Regions from separate parts of the Gossypium hirsutum genome. Here region 2 is linked to region 1. A link is a contact called in public Hi-C data. All regions are on one chromosome and are shown on one strand. Each heading gives the region's core, a stretch centred on a gene start, on an enhancer-like site or on the middle of the called end of the contact. The rest is flanking DNA. Distances are from core to core; before and after follow the strand shown.

Region 1 (7,453 bases), core at 2,436-4,935:
AATGGCATTCCTCCGATTGATTCGGCCGGTGATCGTGTCTGATGAGCCCTCGTTTACGTCTTCGATGAAGCTGAGAATTTTACTCTGTGCCAAAGATATCTCATTATCAGGAAGGTTGATTGAAACCTTGAGGTTTGATCTCGAGAGCTTGTTTTGGTTGTGGGAATCATGCAAGGGAGATTGCTTGAGTATACTCTTGGGATAACAATTCGGAGACTTGTTATGAACGTCGAACTCAAACGGTGCTTTGAATCCAAGAAAATCATCGTCTCTGTAGCTAAATAAACCGGCTTCCTCAGCTTCCGAAATGGCAGGTGCAAGAGAGAACATAGCAACATTAAACGTTGCAATTCTTATCGGCCGTTGGGGATTACAAAATCCCAAGTTGCCAAACAAATCAATGTCAGAACTTTTCGTTCCAATGTCGCCTTTTCTATGAGCTTTGGAGTTCAACCTCCCCAATCTCCGGATGATAACCTTCGGCCTCGGTCGCTTGCGCATCAGCCACCGAATTCTTGAGCAAAGATTCCATAGTTTTCTTCTCAAAACCTTCAACATGGAAGACCCTTGATTACTGCAAAAGAACTGTTGAATCTTCCCGGTCTGCATTGGAGAAAAGTGGAAATGTGGGTGCAAATTGCAAAGACTTGAAAAAAAAAGTAGCTAAAAGGACAAAAGACCCTCAACTGCCCCCTCAAGTAGTGTGGCGGGAGTTGAAAATTCGCGCTAAGATTGTTGATCTCCTTCAACAACACGCCAAACCTAAACTAACTGCTACCAATGATATCAAACCAAGGTTCTTGTCTTTGTCTTTGTTTTTGATTGGTGTTGTTATACTGCCATTTAGACTGAACACGTGTCACTTTCAAAAGGTACTAAATGAATACCTGAAGACAATTTTTCACCTCCCGCCAGCTGAACTGCCCTCGACCGTTCAGCCTCCCAAAACTATCTGCGCTATGAAGACCACTCATTGTGAGAGAGAACATCCCAACATCCCCTTGAACATCCCAACATCCCCTTTCATCAAGTTACCCTCTCATCTAACGATCCATTTTTCAGTGTAAACACTCTCCTCAAAAACCACTAGGGCCACTATCCAAGCATAACAATCTCATACTTCCTCAAAAGAATATCACTACTACCAAACAAGAAGTATCACCCATAAATAACAGACACATCACCGCTACCAAACAAGTAAATCCTATAAATATCAAATAAAAGATCTATAACACTAGTACATTCTCCTCCCTAACTCTTCTTTTGTTGAAATTTGTACCAACAGGTCTAATACATATTCGGATCAAACATATTCGGATCAAACATATTCAGATTAATATGCACTGTAAAATCAAAAGAAAATATTGGGTATGCTTGTATCAAACACACATACTCATATCAGACATTAAGCTTAATTTAAATGCAAAAGAGACTTGCCAATCACAAATGAAAACGCGATCAAACTAGGGCAGAAAATACACGTGTTACACAGCCATGTCTGGTCTTAATTTGTTAGCTATCCACTGAAAATGAACCACCCCATGAGTTTTTAATCCTTGGTTTTGGGGTCATAAGGCAACTTTTATATTGCATCTTGTTGACTTCGTATGTAAACAAAAATATCCCAAGAAAAAAAGAAACAATTATTGTAAAGTACAAAACAATAATGTGAAAATACCATTACAATTACAGAAGATGCTTTAATCAAAGCAATTAACACAAAATTCAATTATTGCCACTCTGAAAAGGGGTCCCTTTGCAAACTTTTCCATGGATTCACAGAGGAACTTCCTTCAATAATCAAACTTCATTTTGGTCCATGGTTAGGTAGAATCTGTTTGCCACATGTTAACAACAATTTTCAATAGGTTGGACCATTGAACCAAATTACCTTTAATCTTTAGTGGTGAACGTTGTATGGTTTGCAGGATCAAATCTATATTTAAATCCTTCAATCACTCATCAGGGAACAATGAATCCAAAAGGTTGGAAGAAGATACACCATTTTTTCCATCCTCAAAGAATCCATTGGAAGCACTTTCCCTTCTTGATTTTCGCTCCTCAATGATACGATCATCTGTTTCTGTGCAGTATTTTCGGCTCAACTGTTTTAAAGGTTTCTCAGCCACAACAAACTTGTTTCCATCACGGATTCTCTCTGAAAAACCTGCCCAAACTGCGCAAGGTCGCATATTAAAAAGCTATGTTACTCAGAACAGGAATGGTATATTCATTTTTTCCTAAATTTTTAACATATTTAATGGATCCTTAGAAGGTCATGTCCCATACCAGTATCTGTATGTTGCATCAAATACGGGTGTCAAACATGACTACTTCAAGAAAAAAGAATTGTGGGACCAAAACATAGTTTAATAAGACCAACAGGCTAACAAACAGGTTGCCTAAATAACTTAAGAGAAAGGCTAGTATCCACTTCAAAGACAAGTGAAACATGTTCAACATCCTCCTTTTGATTCCACAAGGACCACAAGTTGGACATAAGCAACAAAATCTAGACAACAGTCAAGAAACACCATGGAGAGGAAACCCCTAGTTTAACTTTGGCTTTCGTATAATGGATAATAGGAAGAAGTGATCTGCACTTAAAAGGCGCTAATGACCATTTGTTTCAAGTAAAAGAACCAAGTTTAATTAGCTAGGTACATACAATAAACACGTGAATATGAGCCTCACAACTTACACTAGTTGCTAGATAACCAATCCAATAGGAAATAAAAAAACTATTTATAAGAACTTTATGATTTTAATGGTTCATGATCTTTTGACTCTTGACTAGTGTTCTCTAAAATCTAAGGCAGGCATACTAATCTTCCCAACAATCCTTGGAAAAAATTAACTTTCTCCATCATCAACTTTACTGGTGAAAGAAGTCATGAAATGAAAACTAAAGACATTTATAGAGTAAGATAAGATAAGATTAGATTGAAATTGGGAATACCTCCAAAATGATGCAAAACAATGGAAGCAGCAACAGTGACATTCAAAGAGGCAGTGCCACCTCCATATTGAGGAATGTAAACAAAGAAATCACATATCTCACATTCCTTAGCTGAAAGCCCTGTCCCCTGTAAAACATTAAAGAACAAAAGAAATTGTAAAATTTAGAAGGAAAAAGTAAAACCCAAGAATCAGAAATTTCAGCTAAATTTAGAAAATAGGCTTTAACTTTACCTCATTACCAAGAAGAAAAGCAGTGCTTTTCTTGAAAGGATGATCAGTTATGGAAACAGCGTCCTCTGTGATCTCAACCCCGCAAATATCACAATCTTTCTCCTTAAAATACAGTAAAAAAATTCAAAAACAAATTAGGATCCAAATTGAAAAAGTTTAAGAAATAAGGATTTAGAGAAATGGGTTGGTTAGACGTTTACTTTAAGGAAGAGGCGAGCGTCGGTGAGGGAATGGAAGTGGCGGAAACGGAGATGGGAGGTGGAGCCGTGGCTGCCGAAGGCGTTGAAGTCACGGCGGCCAACTAAGATTAGTTCGGCGACTCCAAAGGCGGTGGCGCTTCTAGCTAGGGTTCCGACGTTGTGCCTCTTTGCTATATTGTGAACCACCACGTAGCTCTCTATAGCCATTTTTCTCCTTTACTCGTTCATCTTCCAAAAGAAGAGAGCTTGGTAGACATGGAGGGGTTTTCTAGGGTTTTTTTCTTCTACTGGCCTGCTTTGCCCTTTTAGGCCAAGGCCCATTATCTTTTCTAATTTCTTTTTTAATTTTTTTAAGGTTAAACAAACTATTTAGCAAATTATTCTCTATATTCTAAAAGAGCAATCGTCACTTAGGATCCAAAATAAATTGGCCAATGGGTTTGGTTAAAATATCACACAAATTCCTGTACTTTTTTGAAGAATGAGAATTTAATCAGTGTACTTTTATCTTATAGAATTTAATTTGTCTACTTTTTAGATTTAAAATTTAGATCTAAATATTAGCATTGTTAATTTCTTTTGTTAAACTCAATATAATTACAAGGTTATTTTTTTAATTACATGGTTACAAGTGAATATTTTTTTTTCAAAAAATTCACAGCTACAAATTGAACAAAAAAATAGTGTTAACAATTAGACCTAAATTTTAAAATCTGAAAAGTAAAGAGATTAAATTCTATGAAATAGAAGTATAATGACTAAATCCTTAATTTTCGAAAAGTATAAAGACTAATAGCATATTTTAAGCTTTGGGTTTCTAGCAAATGAAAATCGGGGCTAAATAATTATTACTAAAATAATTTTAGAATATGTATATTGTTATAAAATAAAGAGAGATGGAAAGAATAAAGAATAAAGAAAATATGAAAGAAATAGAGAATGAACTTTATTGATAAAAAAGGAGTAGAGATCTAATTCTAATAGTTATTAAAATTTAAAGTATATCAAAACTTTATCTTTATCATGATGGACATTCACTTAATAAGATATTCATAACACTCCCCATTGGATGTCTATTGGTAGATAATGTGTCTCGTTAAAACCTTATAAGGAAAAACTCAGATTATACAATCTTTTATTACAAGCTGCCTCGTTAAAAACCTTTACCAAGAAAACTCAATGGGACAAAACCTTGGTTAAAGGAAAAGAGTACAACTTGTTTTTAGACTCCCCCTAATGGAAACATACATTTCATCTTTGAGTCAACGCATTCCAATCTTGTGTAGTAGTCTTTCAAATGTTGAAGTTGGCAATGTCTTAATAAAATGATCTGCTACATTCTCACTAGAACGAATTTGTTGAACATTTATATCACCTCTTTTCTCAAGATCGTGGGTGAATAATAATTTTGGTGAAAATTGATTAGCACCAAGAAACTCTTCACCATCCTCGCAAGGACGAAATTGATCTTTATTCACATCTAATGATCAGACAACCATCGAAGTACTTAATGGGTGTGCTTTATCCATGTAAAATTTCTTTAATACCTTTTCCGTATAAGTATTAAAATTTCTTTAATACTTAATGGGTGAAAATTAATTAGGACCAAGAAACTCTTCACCATCCTCGCAAGGACGAAATTGATCTTTATTCACATCTAATGATCGTACAACCATCGAAGTACTTAATGGGTGTGCTTTATCCATGTAAAATTTCTTTAATACCTTTTCCGTATAAGTTGATTAATGAACATGAATTCTGTCTTTTAAATGTTCAATCTGTAAGCCAAGATAAAACTTTGTTTTTTCCAAGATCTTTCATATCAAATTTTTTCTTTAAATAATTTACTTTTTTTTGAGACTCTTCAAGAGTTCCAATAATATTTAGATCATCAACAAAAACAACAATTATCACAAAATTTGATCCAAACCTTTTTATAAAGACACATGGACAAATTGGATCGTTTTTGTAACCTTCTTTTAACAAGTATTCACTAAGGCGATTGTACCACATGCGTCCAGATTGTTTTAATCCATATAAATTTATCTTTAATATGATCGAACAGTTTTCCTGAGAAACTCTATATCCTTCTAGGATTCTATATCCTTCTGGGATTCTAAATCCTTCAGTGATTTTCATATAAATTTCACTATCAAATGTGCCATACAAATAGGCTGTAACAACATCCATTATATGCATGTCAAGTTTTTCACTTACTACCAGACTAATAAGATATCTAAATGTGATTGCATCCACTATAAGATAATATGTCTCTTCTTTATCAATGTCGGGCCTTTGCTTAAATTCTTGTGTTACAAGTCGTGCTTTATATCTTACGACTTTATTTTTTTCATTTTATTTTTACACAAATACCCATTTATATCCTACCGACTTTACACCTTTAGGTGTTTGGACTACAGGTCCAAAAACCTTACGTTTAAAAAGTAAATTCAATTCTACTTGAATTGCATCTTTCCATTTTGGCCAACCTTTTCTATTTCTACATTCATCAATAGATTTAGGCTTAGGATCATCATTTTTTTCTACTTCAATAACAACATTATATGCAAAATTGTTATCGAGAACTATATTTTTTTGGTTCTATATTTTTCCCGAAGTAACATAACTTATTTAGATCTCTTCGTTATCATCATTTTTAGGCACTTAAATCTCTTTTGGGGTTTTATGATTATAATTAGTTATATCTTTGACCTCTTCTTGGGAACTTGTCTCTATAATATAATCACATTGAGTATTTGCTCCTTTCTTTTTATGAGGACTTTTTTCTTTGGAACCAACTGGTTTTCCATGCTTCAAGCATGTATTACTTTTTTTTGCACTAATAATTTGCCCTATTGGGATATCAATTCGTATTGGAGCATTTTTAGCTGGTATGCGAGATTTTGTAATTTTTTTAGGTCAATAAATAAATTTGACAGTTTATTGGCGATGTTTTGCAAATGTATGATCCTTTGAACTTTTTGTTCACAATGACTTGTACGATGATCTAATTGAGATAATGATGATCCATTCCATGTAATTTCTTTTACCAGCTATATTTTCTCTCCCCCTAATATTGGGAATATTGTTCCATTAAAGTGACAATCAACAAATCGTACAGTAAATAAATCTCTAGTTAATGGTTCAACATACTTAATTATAGAAGGAGATTCATAACCAGCATATATTCCCAACCTCTTCTAAAGACCTATCTTTGTTCGTTGTGGTAGAGCAATTGGAACATATACTGCACATCTAAAAATTCTAAGATGGGAAATATTTGGCTCCTGACTAAAAGGCAATTGCAATGGGGAGTATTTATTATAACTTGCTAGCTTGATCACATAAGTGCTGCTACATGCAAAATAGCATATCCCCAAGCTGTAATAGGGAGCTTTGTTCTCATAAGTAATGGCCTAACTATTAGTTGGAGGTGTCTGATAAACGATTCAACTAAACCGTTTTGTGTGTGAACATGAGCTACAAGATGTTCAACTTTTATCCCAATTGACATGCAATAATCATTGAAAGCTTGAGATGTAAACTCACCAGCGTTATTAAGACGGATAGTTTTTATTGCATAATCTGGAAATTGTGCTCTTAATTGAATTATTTGAGTAAGTAGTTTCACAAACGCCAGGTTGTGAGTCAATAATAAACATACATGTGACCATCTACTAGATGCATCTATTAATACCATAAAATATCTAAATGATCTACATGGTGGATGAATAGGCCCACATATATCACCATAAATACGTTCTAGAAATGCGGGAGATTCAATCCCAACTTTACCTAGTGATGCTTTAATAATCAGTTTACCTTAGGAACAAGCATCACAAGAGAAATCTTTGAATTCAAGAATCTTTTGGTTATTTAATGGGTGTCCAATTGAATTCTCAATTATTTTTCACATCATAATAGATCTAGGATGGCCTAACCAGTCATGCCAAATAGTAAAAGTATGTCATTCTACAAACTCCTGGTTTGTAGCAACATGTGCCTTAATTGCACTAATATGTGTATAATATAAACCTGATGAAAAAGCAAGCAGTCTTTTC
Region 2 (7,023 bases), core at 2,890-5,389, 170 kb before region 1:
CTGATTATTAAAATACATTTGAGTTAATCTCTTTGTTTTTCAAGAACTTACTGAACTTATCAAGAATTCTTTCTTGATGTGTTCACCAAAACCGATCTTACCACTTTGTTCACCATCCCAAAGTGTGGCGATCAACCTTATAGAATACGGGTCGTGTTGTTACATAACGTCGGTTCTTTTCTAGTTCGTTTACATTCGAGAGTTTTATCCAAATTTTCTTTAGCACTATTCTCTTCATATTTCTAACAATATTCGAGCAAGTACCTATTTAGACGATTGGGTACATAAAATTGTGAATCAACTCGTAACCGAGTTCACATCAATACATGACATTTTTAATAATATTAAAAAATAAAATTGAATTGAATTATTATTTAATAACATCTCTCACACACATACATCTTCACCTTTCTCTCTCCTTTTATTCACAGCACCAAACATGGGGAAAAAATGTTGGTATGAAAGTAAGTAATTCCATATTGTCTAAGAATAAACTTCAAATGGATTATGAGTTTATATAAACCCATATCCCATATCGCTTAAAAAAAAAACAAGGGAAATGAGACTCTGGGGCTATATAAAAACTTGTTTTGTAAGTTTTAATTTCACATTAATAGGTGACACTAGAAAATAGAAAAAAAATATTTGTGCTACCACTTTTAATGCCGAGGTGGTAGAAAGTGCTTCCAACTGGAAGCGTTTTTCTGTCAATAAGTTGATTTTTCTGCAAATCACATGAAATCGGTGAATACGTAAATTTTTTTAATTTTTTGACATTTATTAGTAAATAAATCCATTTTTTATTTTTTGAAAATAATTATTAAATATTTGCATATAATGTTATAACGTAAAAATGTAGTTCCTAATTTTAATCTATACATTTTATATTACTAATTATGCTTGCGTAATTAATTTGACGTTAAAATATAATTGTGTAAAAATAAGCAATAATTACCATAAAATATGATAAGAAATAAAGAAAATAAAATTATAATCTATATTTAAAATATAGATAGGATTACTGAATAACAAAATGATTTAATAGACTTATAAAATTTGAAATTTGCAATTTCTTTTTTAATTTTAAATAAATTATTGATTTCAATTTAATTTATTTATCACCTATTTTGATAATCTTTAACGTCGATTTCAAGATTAAAAATGTAGAGTTATTAATATTTTGTTTAAAAAATAAATTGTTCTTTTTATGTAAATTTCATTATCAGTCACACTTTATTACATTAAAAATATTTAAATTTTAAAATATTTATTTTTAAAAAGTTTTAATGTAAAGTTTCAATAATTAAATTATTTCTTAAATTTTGAAAAAGATAATACATATTTTTCATATGAAATGTAACCTGTGCAACGTATGAGAAATAAACTAAGCTAATATCTTTAGTAATTTGCATATTTATATAGTCATGTAATTTTACAAGTACGAGAAACGTATTTAATCTAGTTAATATATTATTTATATTATTATTTAAACCCTTGATGGTGTTGGTGTCACGAGTCAATTCGATTAAAAAAATTATTAAAACATCCTATTTTATTTAAAATAATTTATATTATCTGAAATTATTTTAATATTTATTAAAAATAAAAAATATGCATATAATAAGATTTGAACCAATAATATTTGTATTATAAATATATTAAATTTATCACCCAATCAAAGATTCATTTTAATATATTTTTTATATATTTTAATTTTATTATACATACTTTATTACTTCCATCAATTATATATATAATATATATTAATAAATTTGTTAATTGAGTTGGTGTCACAAATTAATTTGGCACCAACTACCATGATGATTGTATTCAATTGATATTCTTAATATGATGTATTTAAATTTTGTTTTACTGATAATTTAATCTATTTTTTTATTTTAACATTGTGCATGTTTCATGTGTTATTATTATTAATTATTTTCAAATAATATATTTCATTATTTACTATATATTATTTTAAACACACCTTTATATTCGTAATAAAATTTCTATGAAAGATTAATTGATTAATATCGATTGAGTTTTAACTTGACTAGTATGGACATTGTTGCCAATGAAGGAGGACATGGGTTTGAGTGCGCTGAAACGCATTATCCTCCTATAGGGGTGAGTATTCGATCGAGTCGAGTTGAATTGAGTAAAAAAATTTCAAGTTAGTCGAGTTGACAAATCCTATTTTAGCAACCGAACTCAATTTGAACTTTTTTCGAATCGAATCGAATCGAATCCAGTCAAAAATTTTTGAGGCAAATCGAGGCTAGTTAACGAATCCTATTATTTATACTTAATGTTGCATTTAGATGGACCGATTATTTAACTAGTAGACGAAGTACAAGATTATTTAACTACATGAACAATATAATGATTTTGCCTTTTAACTTAATGGGTAAAACATTTATCAAAACGACATAATTTTACCTTTTAATTTAATTATTTTGAATTTTAAATTTAAAAAAACTAAACATTTATCAAAACGACGTAGTTTTGTCTGTTCTTATTTGAATTTTCAAATAATTCGAATTGTGTAATTCATATTCGAGTTAAACCGAAAAACTTAATTTTTTATTCGAGTTGATCCGAATAACTTGATTAATTAAAATAACTCAAACTATTTAATTCAAAATTTAAATTTTTTATCGAGTTTTTCGAATTGGATAGGATTTTGCTCACCTCTATTTATAAGTTTGGAAGAGTATATGTGTAGTTTTAGTCATTGTGTCAAAAAAAACATATATAAAAATATTAAAAAATAGGTTATTAACAATTTACAACAAATATATTTGTGAGAAAGGTTAAATAATATTTTGTTTTTGATGTAGTGAATGTCTAAAAGGTCCTTGGTACTCCTTCAAAATAACAATTCATTAGGTCTACAAATATAGGAAACTTCCCACTCAATATAAGTCAATGGCAACTGGGTCAAACAGTGTGGAATACAATCCAAATATGACTTACAAATAAAATACTTTGACCAAACTTTATTGAGCTCGAAATTACTGGGATTACGTCTTTTACGTGTTATTCCCGTATGACTCGTTCTTTCGATTTTGCATCAACAATTACGTTCCCATTATAATATTTTTTTGTTAGATTAAATAATTAAAATTATTTATTTCATCATAGAAGCCTCTTTTGCTTTTTATTTAGAATTAATTTCTAGCATATAAAATGTGGTATTACATTTACACCGATTTTAAATTTTGAATTAATTAAATATCATCCAACAAGATTAGATTCAGATTATATAATTAAATTTTTTGTGGGTAAATTATAAGAAAATGTCAAAGCTCTAATAGTAATGTAACTAGAGTGACTCAAATTTATACCACATTTGGGATGGTGAACATCCTGACTATTAAGCCAACACATAAAATTCACATAATATTTATACCATCGTACGTATGTAGGAGTATGAAAGATATATAAATAAATTTATATATTTTTAAAAGATAATATCCCATAATAATATTCTAATACTATAATTTCATCTAATTAAGAATTAATTTTATTAAATTAAAAGTATTAAAATATATAATCTTGGAAGGGAAACATTATAAAATACAGACCAGTCTTTTTCTTTTTTCTATTAATTTACTAATAAAAATATTTGAAAATACATTGTTTTAAGGCAACATATTTTCTATGGCAATTTTTTTAATTATATATATATAAAAAGGACAAGAAATTGATTTATGAGCACATAGCAAACCAAAACCAAACCACTGTTTCACCACATAAATAAGTGGCAACGACATTATGGTCCCCTCACCTAAAATACTATAACAATAAATTATTTAAAAATAAATAAAAAATCTTACAAGCCGACAACTCACCATTACGTCGCCAACCTCCGTTATCATCGAAAGCCTCTTTAGATAAAGACAACCAAACAACACTTTGATTTCACTTAACGGTTTCCGTTACAGCAACTCACCCCATTCTTTTTTGTCGGGCCCCACCTGGCTCCAAAACCCGAGCCGCCCGGGTTTATGGGACCCATCTGACGCGTCAACACATAAAACGTAGACCAAAACAACCCGAAAACCCGACCCTGACCCAGCCCCTCTTTTTCCTCGCCATTTCATTAATTTCCGCCTATATAATACCCTTTCCCTTATCTCTTTCGACTCGGCAGATTTTAAGCCTCAGCAGAGCAGAAAAATAGAAATAAAAATAATAAAAGGAAGGGATTTTTTAAAAATTTTTAAATTAAGAAAAATTTCTAGAAAAAAAAAAATCCTTCCTTTTTTCCTTTGATTTCCCCTTATGAGATCGTAAAATATTCGAGAATCCCTTTTTTTTTTCCTGTAAAATTTATATATCTAATTATCGCTTTGTCTTTGATTTTATTTGGGGTTGTTTTGAGTTAATTAATATGGGGAGTGAAGTTTTACGACCTCAGGATTGTTTGATCGAACGGATTCGGTTACCTCCGACGGCGTGTCCTCGCCGGAGATACGGAAACGGTAGCTTTAATCCTAGTTATTATCATAACTACAACAATAACAATGGAAATGGTAGATCTAACAGGAAACCCGTTCAGAGGAAGCGGATCGGATCGGAGCAGGGGATTTCGAAGAAATACAGCTCCGCCGATGACTTGAAGACGGTGAGGAACAATGTTATGGTGGAGAAGGTTACGATTATGAGACGAGGTGAGTCGTTGGATTCGAAGATCAAGATCGACAATGGCGGTGGTGGAAGGGAAGGGGGTTTGGTTGTTATGGGTACGGATCGTTTGGGTCCGGATCCGGAAATGGTCCCTAAACAGATCAAAATCGTGGATGCTAAGTCTTCGGTGACCGTAAAATCCGACGTGTATGCCGGATCGGCTTTCTCCGTTTCTCCGGCACCGAGCTCACTTCCTTTACCAACTTTCTCGAAGAAGAAACAGGTTCCGGTCGATGATTCAGCTACAAGGGATCTCAGGCGTTTGCTACGGCTTGATCTCTGATACCCGAATATTTAGATTTGGATCCAAATAAGCCTGCGTCTCTTTTTATCTCCATCTCTCTCTTGATACGTTTCGTCTCTATTTAGATATCTCCGGAATTTTCAAGATCCGATGCCCTCCGTGATATTTTTTGAAGACGGTGGACGGATTTGAAAATCTGGAAAATTTTAGGGGCGATTAGATAATATTCCCTGCTTATCAGTTTATGCGTTAAACAAGTGGGGTTTCTTTAAGGAAAAAAGAAAAATCAAGGGGGTTGATATGTAATATTAGGGGAATAGTGGGCGAGGGTTGAGTTTTAAAATGTTGAGATGGGAAAAATGCTTTTCTGCTCCGTTGTGAAAAAAGTTTGTAAGAGATTTGCAATTTAGTCCCTTCGATGTAAAGTAAAGATAAAATTAGGGAGAAATTTGAGCAGATTTCTATTATTATTACTAGAAAACGTCCCTTGCTATGCTCCAAAAAATCATATTAAAATCTTAAAATATTATATTAATTTAATGTACTAAAAACGGAGTTATAAAGTTTAGCTTACGAAGTTTGGCGCAAAGAAAGCAATCCTATCAGTTCTTAGAAAACTTTTTAACTTATATTTTAATTACTCTTTAACTAATTTACTTTGATTTTTTTATTATTAAATTTTTATTTTTCTTTTACTAGTCGTTTTTAAAGGTAAATTATATTATTAGTCACTAAAATATGATAGATCACTTAATTAAAAAGTTATTATTTTGGTTATTTAATTATTTAAAAATTTTTATTAAAGTTACTTGATTGTTTAAATTTATATTATATATATATTTTGTTCATATTGTCTGTATCAATTGAAAGTTCTCTTTCTCATTTTTTTCTACAATTCAATTTTTCTTTTTTCATGATACAACACGTTTTTGTGAACTAAAATTCAAAAAGCTTTTTTCTTTTATCTGTGACACTGACTGTTAGATCGACTTGAATTTAAAGTATATTTTTTTACTTGTCGATAGATATTATTCTACGGTATTGATCATCAAATCGTTACTTTAAGCTTACTGGAGATCTTTTATTTTAAGAAGAAACCTAGCAACCTCTAACTTAAAAATAAAATTTATATTTTGAATAATTCTATAAAAATGAGACATGAACACAATTATAATTCATAAAAAGTATATAAATAGAGGAGTTAATTTAATTTGTAAAAAAGAAGAGGCCTCCCCAAAAAATGAAAAGGGGTGGTCCTGGTAGAAGTGTTTTAAGAGCAGTAACGAGAGAAGGGCCCAGCCTTTGAGCCTTAGATGTCAGAGACCACACCAGCAAATACCAATCCTTACAAACAATGAGTGAAACGCTCATATCCCAATGTTTCCAGTAGACCGTTCAAGATTTAAATCATTTGCATAGTCACTTGGGATTTTTCATTCATTTAAATTTGAGTTATTTCAAATTAATCAAAAGTGATTAACATTCAATCATTTAAAATAAACTTAGAAATCGAGTTAAATTTACTAATAAATTAAAATAGTTATTTGAAATAAAATATAATATCAGGTCATTATAAATTTAAATTACTTAATCTATATATGTATATATACAAGGCACCCATGCAAAACATCAATTATTGTTGATTTTATTATATTTATTAATTAGAACAATAATTTTATTGAAAGATTTTTCTTGAATAAAAGTTTTATTTTTTATGATAAATACTAAATTTAAGTTATAAATTATGTTTGATATATTTTTAAACTTTAATTATACAATAAAATTAGACTATTTGATAAAGTAATTTTTAAAAATGTAAAGATAAGGATGTATTTAATGTAAAATTTAACCCAACTTATTTTCTAGAACAAAAGGAATAGGTTCATAAAAGTTTCTGTTTCAACGAATTGCACGTAGAGATATTGATAAAACACATAGAGTTAATGGTATTTCATAACTAATCGATTGAGCAGTAGCTTGCAAACCACTTTAAAAGGAATATTTATTATTTGATCTGTATCATGTCATAAGAAGTCCAACGGGAGCAATACTTGAAATGACAATCCATAAAAAAATATTGATATTGA

What was found. A called contact is a pair of places that touch in the nucleus more often than the background predicts.
Region 2: a contact with region 1 is called in a Hi-C map of leaf, with 1.7 times the contacts expected there. The contact joins the promoter of LOC107897650 here to the promoter of LOC107897655 in region 1. A contact is called at or near these places in 2 of 34 Hi-C or Micro-C datasets (anther and leaf).

The regions. Positions count from the first base shown.
Region 1 is chrA10:23,929,225-23,936,677 of Gossypium_hirsutum_v2.1, forward strand. It overlaps LOC107897655 (putative TrmH family tRNA/rRNA methyltransferase), which reads right to left and starts at 3,686. Exons shown (of 4, transcript XM_041079250.1): 1 at 3,393-3,686; 2 at 3,193-3,294; 3 at 2,960-3,086; 4 at 1,500-2,167. The coding sequence starts at 3,599. The coding sequence ends at 1,956. LOC107897654 reads right to left here and starts at 1,352. Exons shown (of 3, transcript XM_016823170.2): 1 at 1-1,352. The coding sequence starts at 609.
Region 2 is chrA10:23,757,273-23,764,295 of Gossypium_hirsutum_v2.1, forward strand. It overlaps LOC107897650, which reads left to right and starts at 4,140. Exons shown (of 1, transcript XM_016823168.2): 1 at 4,140-5,384. The coding sequence starts at 4,397. The coding sequence ends at 4,975.